2 separate regions of the Mus musculus genome follow, and region 1 is linked to region 2. Evidence: chromatin contacts called from public Hi-C data. All regions are on one chromosome and are shown on one strand. The core of a region is the stretch at or near the end of the contact, and the rest is flanking DNA. Distances in the headings are between cores, read along the strand shown. Region 1 overlaps Abtb2 (ankyrin repeat and BTB (POZ) domain containing 2). Region 2 overlaps Cat (catalase).

Region 1 (3,277 bases), core at 341-2,840, 180 kb after region 2:
ACAGAGGACACTTTCTAAGACCCCAGCGGGTACCTCAGAATGCCATGGATACACACACACACACACACACACACACACACACACAGCCTTTTCCATTTTAAGTAAGCACTTATGCACTGTCACTTTAACTTTTACAGTTTGGGTGTGAGAGCAAAACCACACAAATTTCTTTTTCCTTCTTCACAAATTCAGAGTATGTTTTTACAAACGACCTTCAGCTCAGCATGCTTGTTTTCTTTCCTTATTGAGAACTTCCACTTTTCTCCTTAAGGCCCCTTTACTGTTTCCCTCTGCTGTTTTCTCATTGCCAGCATTACTAATCTTGTACTTCAGACCATTACTAAGTAAAATTAGGGTTATTCGAGCACAACCCATCAATGCTGAGACAGTTAACCTGATGACTGAGACATTGCTTAGTGACTAGAGGCCAGGTGGCATTTACAGTGTGAACAAACTGCACAAAGGGGTGGTTTCCATCTGAGGTAGAGTGGGTTAGATTCTTACCATATTACTTAGAATAGGGCACAATTTAAAACTTGTGAATTGTTTTCAGAAATTTCCACTTACTATTTTCAGACTGCAGTTGACTGTGGATATCAAACTGTGAAAAGAGAAACTCAAATGGGGACTAAGATATATTTAAAACCTACTTCATATCCACATTTGCCCTGCCCTATCACACTGATTGCTTTTCTATTTTGTTTTATTTTAGATAGGATCTCACTATGTAGCCCAGGCTGAACTCCAGCTCACAATCCTCCTGCCTCAGGCACTGGGATTATATAGTATACTACCATGCTAAGCTATGCTGTCTTCTGCAATAAAAGAAGAACAATTTTAGGGATTGGGGATGGAGTTTAGTTGGCACAGTGCTCACATTGCATGCACAAAGCCCTGGGTTTAATCTCTAGCATCACATAAAGCTAGGTATTGTGGTGCACACCCTTAATCCCATCACTCAGGGGGTAGAGGCAGGTAGAGCAGAAGGTCAAGTTCATTCTCAACTACACAGTGAGGCCAACTTGGGCTCTATGAGAAGCTGCCTTCCCCAAATTAGTTAAAATTAAAATCAATTTTACTTTATCCACTGATCCTTTCTTAATGAATAGTTAGAACCCAGTTCATGGATATGAAGAATGAGTCTGGCTCTCCTATGAACAATGATACAAACGTGTGCCCCCTCCCACATGTGAGTCTAATCATGTTATAGCTCCCCGTGTCCTCTCTGCCCACCACAAACAGCTCAAGACGTGATTCCTAACCTTCAAGGCACTCACAGCTTCAAAGACACTGCAACATTCTGATGCTACAGCAGACTCGCAAGGCATTTAACATTCAGGCCTCTAACTGGGAGTATCCTCAGCTCTAAATATATCTGGAACCCATTGCCCTGGGCCTGGGGTGCCTCCTGTGTGTGGCCTGGTTAGTCCTTTCATGGCTCTCTGACATGGTCTATTGGTTCCTCTCAGTCCGATTTTCAGGGCTATAGAGGATGTAATAAAAGTGTCAATGACTGGATACAGAGGACAGGGTGCCATCCTCTGGACAGCTGGCTTTAGCAGATGAAAACTACCAGCAAGAGGCAGCAGCAAGTTGCCAGCGCTGACCTGGCAGGCCCTGGTGGAGGCCCTTGAGAAAACAGTATCGCATTATTGTCACCATTAATAATAGCCCTTTATTTGAGCCCTGCTGGGACAATGCTCCAAACAAAGCTGAGAGGAAGAAACAGTCCCTGCTGTGGGGCCATGTAATTTATCAAGGCTAATGGAGGAAGAAAAGTCCAACCAGAAAGCATGGTGGGGGTGGGCTAGGAGTGGGCTTATTGGTTGTTGGAGGTGTAATTGGAAGATGCCCGCAGCTTCACTCTGCATCCCTGTTAGCTTTGCTGTAGGAGGACCCTCCTTTGTCTTGTCTAGACACTGACTCAAGGGCTCTGCTCTGCCAGGCAAATGGAGAAGTAATTCTTGGATCTGGCAGTGCAGTGTGACCTTGGGCACATTCTTTCCCTTGTAAAATTTTCCATCTTTAGAGGAGGTGCCCAGATTATAGACTCTGGGAGTAAAACACAGACAAGAGTGTTGATAATAGAGAACTTTCTGAAATTGTCTTTGTATCCCTTAGAGAACAGAATGTTATTCCTAACCAACAGATGGTCCTAACTAATGCTACCAGTGTATTAAAGAGCCTACTGTGCAAGCCTTGAACCTGCTGCATGTCTGGATAGCAGTTTTTCTTTTTTCTTTTTTCAGCATAATGGGTGCAGTAATCCCTGATTTCACCATTCCATATGTGAGGATGTGAGGACCAGGAGTGTGCTGGTGTTTGAGGGGCTGGAAGGACTCTGTAAAAACCAGCAGCCTTCCCTGCCAAGTAGGAAGTTGTTCTGGCCTCCCAAATGTTGGCAGCCGGGAACTGCAGCTGTGTCACAACAAGTCTTATTTAATTTGAGGGGTGGGACAGACAGCACTGTATGGTGCTTGTTAAAAGCCAGAAGAATGTAGCTTATTCACCAAATCATGAAAATGGCTGTGCCTTGGATGGGGGAAGCCAAAGGAGGATGTGTAGTAGCATTTCCAAAGAGAGAAAATGCAGACAATTACAAATTTATCCCAATACCCATTATCCACAAGTCTACGTGCATCAACTCATCACAGCTGAATTAGCATCGGGTTCTCTTGCAGCCCCTTCCCTCCTGGGCTTGTAATTCATGTGCTCTATATTAATCTACAGAACAGAAATCCAATTACTGTCCTTCTTAATAGTTTTCATTATCACTACCCTAGATCTGCAGAAATAAAAATAAAGTGAGAGTCGGGTGTGGTGGTACAAGCCAGTAATCCTGCGGTAGGAGGTAGAGGCAAGAGGATCCCATGTTCAAGGTTATCCTAAGGTACATAATAAAGTCAGGGCCAGCCCAGGCTACATGAGACTTTGTATCAAATACATAAAGTACATGTTTTATATAATGCAATTATATAAATCCAAAAACTTGGAAGATGCAGGTTTTTATGAGCTAAGTCTTCCAAATGAGAGAGGAATGAAGGCCTTTCCAGGAACCCCAAATAAAGAATATCGTAAAGTGGAGGCATTTATACAGCTCTATCTTCCATACAAACCTGATCTTGGTCCTAACTGTTCCTAGGTTACCTAAAATTGATACATGGACTGTTGAGCAGTTTTTTGTTTTTGTTTGTTTTTTATTTTTAAAATAACTTACACGCTTTGCAGAAAATCTTTTAGGTTACTCAACTTAACTGAGTGATAAAAACAGAAGATG
Region 2 (3,277 bases), core at 550-3,049:
GGGGCTGAGAACGAGTCCTGATATGTGAAATGGACAGAGTAGCCAGACAGCTCTTTGGCTCTAGCCAATAGAGACTGATTTGTTAGAGCTAAGTCTTCTTTGGATTCAATTCAAGGTGCATTAGACACTGTGATGGTTTGTGTATGCTCGGCCCAGGGAGTGGCACTATTAGAAGGTGTGGCCTTCTTGGAGTGGGTGTGTCACTGTGGGTGTGGGCTTTAAGACTCATCCTAGCTGCTGGGAAGCCAGTATTCTGCTAGCAGCCTTCAGATGAAGATATAGAATTCTCAGCTCAGCCTGCACCATGCCTGCCTGGACGCTGTCAGCTCCTGCCTTGGTGATAATGGACTGAACCTCTGAACCTGTAAGCCAGCCCCAATTAAATGTTGTCATATGTAAGACTTGCCTTGGTCATGGTGTCTGTTCACAGCAGTAAAACCCTAAGTAAGACAGACACCTTAAGAAGTGGCCAGTAAGTCCGATGTGATGGCATGCGCCTTTAGTCCCAGAACTTGAGAGAGAGAAGCAAGGAGGGCACATAGGAGTCAAGGCCAGCCTGGTCTATATAGGCCAGCAGAGCTATATAATGAGACTAATGGCACTCGTTAATGAGGTCTGACAAGAAAAACAGCCAAGCTCCCAGGAGGAGCCCAGAAAGCCATTACCTGAGTGACATTGTCTTCATTAGCACTGTTGAAGCGTTTCACATCTACAGCGCACTGGACGCTGTGCTCCAGGGCTGAGCGCTGCTGCTCTGGTGCGCTGAAGCTGTTGGGGTAATAGTTGGGGGCACCACCTTTGAAAAGAAGCAGAGACATCCTTAGAGATGTCATCTTAGTCATCCTTAGTGAGTCATCAATCTGGGAAGGAGAGGCCCACAGCAGTAATCAAACACACATACATCAGGCACCGATGTAAACACATCACATGCTGGGAAATGATTCTCTCTCCTCAGGTCTAACTACAGGCTCGGGGACACTGCCCTGCCCACAGGCACGTGTGGGCTGCCTGAGTAAAGAGATCTCAAATGCCAGTCAACACTTCAGAGGTCCTTGTCTATAACACCGCCTGGTGCTTACCTGCACCAGGAAGTTTCTTCAAAGATGTGACGTAGTTGTCTCTGAGATCAGGCCCAGAGACACCGGGGGATCTGATCGTCTCATTTGGATGTAGGCTCCATCTAATCGTTGACTCAACTGTACAGAGCAACCTAGTTCTATCCCCTCATTCCCTGGCCAAATCTGAAGCTCTGAGATGTTCATAGCTGGTGCATTGTTGGTGGGGCAGGGCTAGAAGCCTGCACTTCTGTCTGTTTCAATGAGGAAACTCGACAAAACTCTTCCTCGCATGCCTTTAAGGCTTTGGAACATCTCTCCTTAGCTTATTCTAATGTTCCCCTCAATTCTATTTTTACTTTCCCCACTTGGAAAAGTTAAAAAATAAATCTGTATTTGTAATATGCTAGCTTTCATTTATCTTAATTTTTTTGGACAAAATACTGGCAGATATAATTATACATCCTTCATGATTCTGAGATTAAAAAAATAAAGCTTTTCTTTTTCTCAGCTTGGCATTTTTTTATTAACTTTTATTTACTGTGCATGTGCAGGTTTACTTATACCACAAAACCCGTACGGACGTCAAAGAGCTGCTTGTGAGAGTCAACTCTCTCCCTCCATCCACCATGTGGGTCCCTGAGAGTGAACTCAGATCTTTGAGCTTGCAGCAGGTTCCCTGAGCCCTCTGAGCTACCTCACTGGCCCCTTGTTGTGGTATATTTACTTTCCACATGGCACGCTGCCGCTTTGGCTGGTATCAGCAGAAACTTGACTATGGGAGCTCACACTGCCCGTACAGAACGCTGCCTAGGCTAAGGAGTGGCTCACAGGAAGCAGCCTGTGACTGGAATGCTTCGTGGCTCTCCGACAGGACAGATTTTCCACTATGGATAATTAGGAGATGCCACCTAACACAGTGACCAAGGCACCAAGGGTGCATGCAGGGCAGAAAAAAAAAAGGCCATATACCATTATGGCGATCGGTTACTCATTTCAGAACGTAGCCTTGGGGTAGCTGTGTCGCTACGGCAAGGAAAGACTTCAACAGCTAACCACCACAATATTTCTTCACTAGGAATTCACCCTTTGAGAGGTTTTTAATTCTATTTTCAAATACATCCTGACCTTTACCCAAGAGTGGGAGTTGTCTTGGAGGCTCTGGCAACTGGAAACAATTAAGCTCTTTCATGAGAATTTCCAGAGCACAGCACAAACGTGCTCTAAAATCAAGCAGAGGACTTCAGCGTCAACCCCAGAGCAACTTTCTCACAAGTGTGCCAGCGGGATGTAAACACGAACTAATTAACTATAAACTAAGCTCAAGAGAAACAGGGACATCTGTCGGTGCCAGGCACAGCTGCAATAACAAAAAGGCCACAAAAGAAGGAAAAAAACATCAAAGTCTCGAAGACCGGAAAGGCAAGATTTAGACACAGGAAGTGTCAACTACGACGACTCAGGCCCATGCCTCCAGAGTCTTAAGGGAGCAGAAATACTAGACCTACTCAGTGGAGTTTGGCAGAAAGCATGCGCAGTCAGTAAACGCCAGGGAGGCCTGGGAGTTAAGGACAGGACAGCAGAGCACAAAAAGCATGTGCAAAGCAACTAAATGTGTAAAAATGGCGCCTGAAGGAGCACTGCAAGAAATACTGAAAGATGCGATTGGCCTGGCCTCTGGGTGTTAGAACTATTACATGGGTGTTTGTCCTCTATATCCCAAGTTGCCTTTAGAGTACACATATTCTTTGTTATTGGAGGTGTACCCTCTAGTATACGATATGTTTGATTTTTGTACAGATAGCTACTGTTTCAAATAGACTTCACTGGTCAAACTTCTTCAGAGACCGACTTCTGCAGCTATTAACTTAAGCACAGGCTCCCAGCATGAAATTAAAAAACCAAGATATTCATTAAACTCGAATATTAAAAGAAGACACATCAACCAAGCACTCTGCTTGGCTATCCAGAACTAAGACCTGAGGCTTTCGGTGCATTGGCATCAAGAAGGTAATTAAGATGGGAAAGCCACGCACTTGACAAATGAACCCTCAAAGCACTCAAATGCAGGAGAATGTCATCTCGGTAGCTTACTTAGGTAAAGTCAACTTGGGCAACAGACATGGAAGAAGAGCACAGCCCTTGAAATTCATTCTCTCTCTCTCTCTCTCTCTCTCTCTCTCTCTCTCTCTCTCTCCCCTCCCCGCCCCCTTCCAAATTCC

What was found. Hi-C and Micro-C count contacts between places; a contact is called where the count stands out from the background.
Region 1: a Hi-C map of the N1E-115 cell line shows a contact between it and region 2, with 4 times the contacts expected there. The contact joins two enhancer-like sites. A contact is called at or near these places in 3 of 484 Hi-C or Micro-C datasets (the N1E-115 cell line, nephron progenitors and stem cell-derived primordial germ cell-like cells).

The regions. Positions count from the first base shown.
Region 1 is chr2:103,642,186-103,645,462 of GRCm38.p6, forward strand. The region is part of intron 1 of Abtb2 (ankyrin repeat and BTB (POZ) domain containing 2); the gene reads left to right. It overlaps 8030431J09Rik (a long non-coding RNA gene), which reads left to right. Exons shown (of 2, transcript XR_866592.2): 2 at 1-2,596. Among named protein-coding and RNA genes, the nearest start is that of 8030431J09Rik, 72 kb to the left of the region's middle. Within about 2 kb of position 1,591, at least 51 of the 459 cell types and tissues checked have an H3K27ac peak or open chromatin away from gene starts, as enhancers often do. A contact at or near this core is called in the N1E-115 cell line, where this site is marked.
Region 2 is chr2:103,459,577-103,462,853 of GRCm38.p6, forward strand. Cat (catalase) reads right to left here. Exons shown (of 13, transcript NM_009804.2): 10 at 666-796. Among named protein-coding and RNA genes, the nearest start is that of Cat, 24 kb to the right of the region's middle. Within about 2 kb of position 1,800, at least 55 of the 459 cell types and tissues checked have an H3K27ac peak or open chromatin away from gene starts, as enhancers often do. A contact at or near this core is called in the N1E-115 cell line, where this site is marked.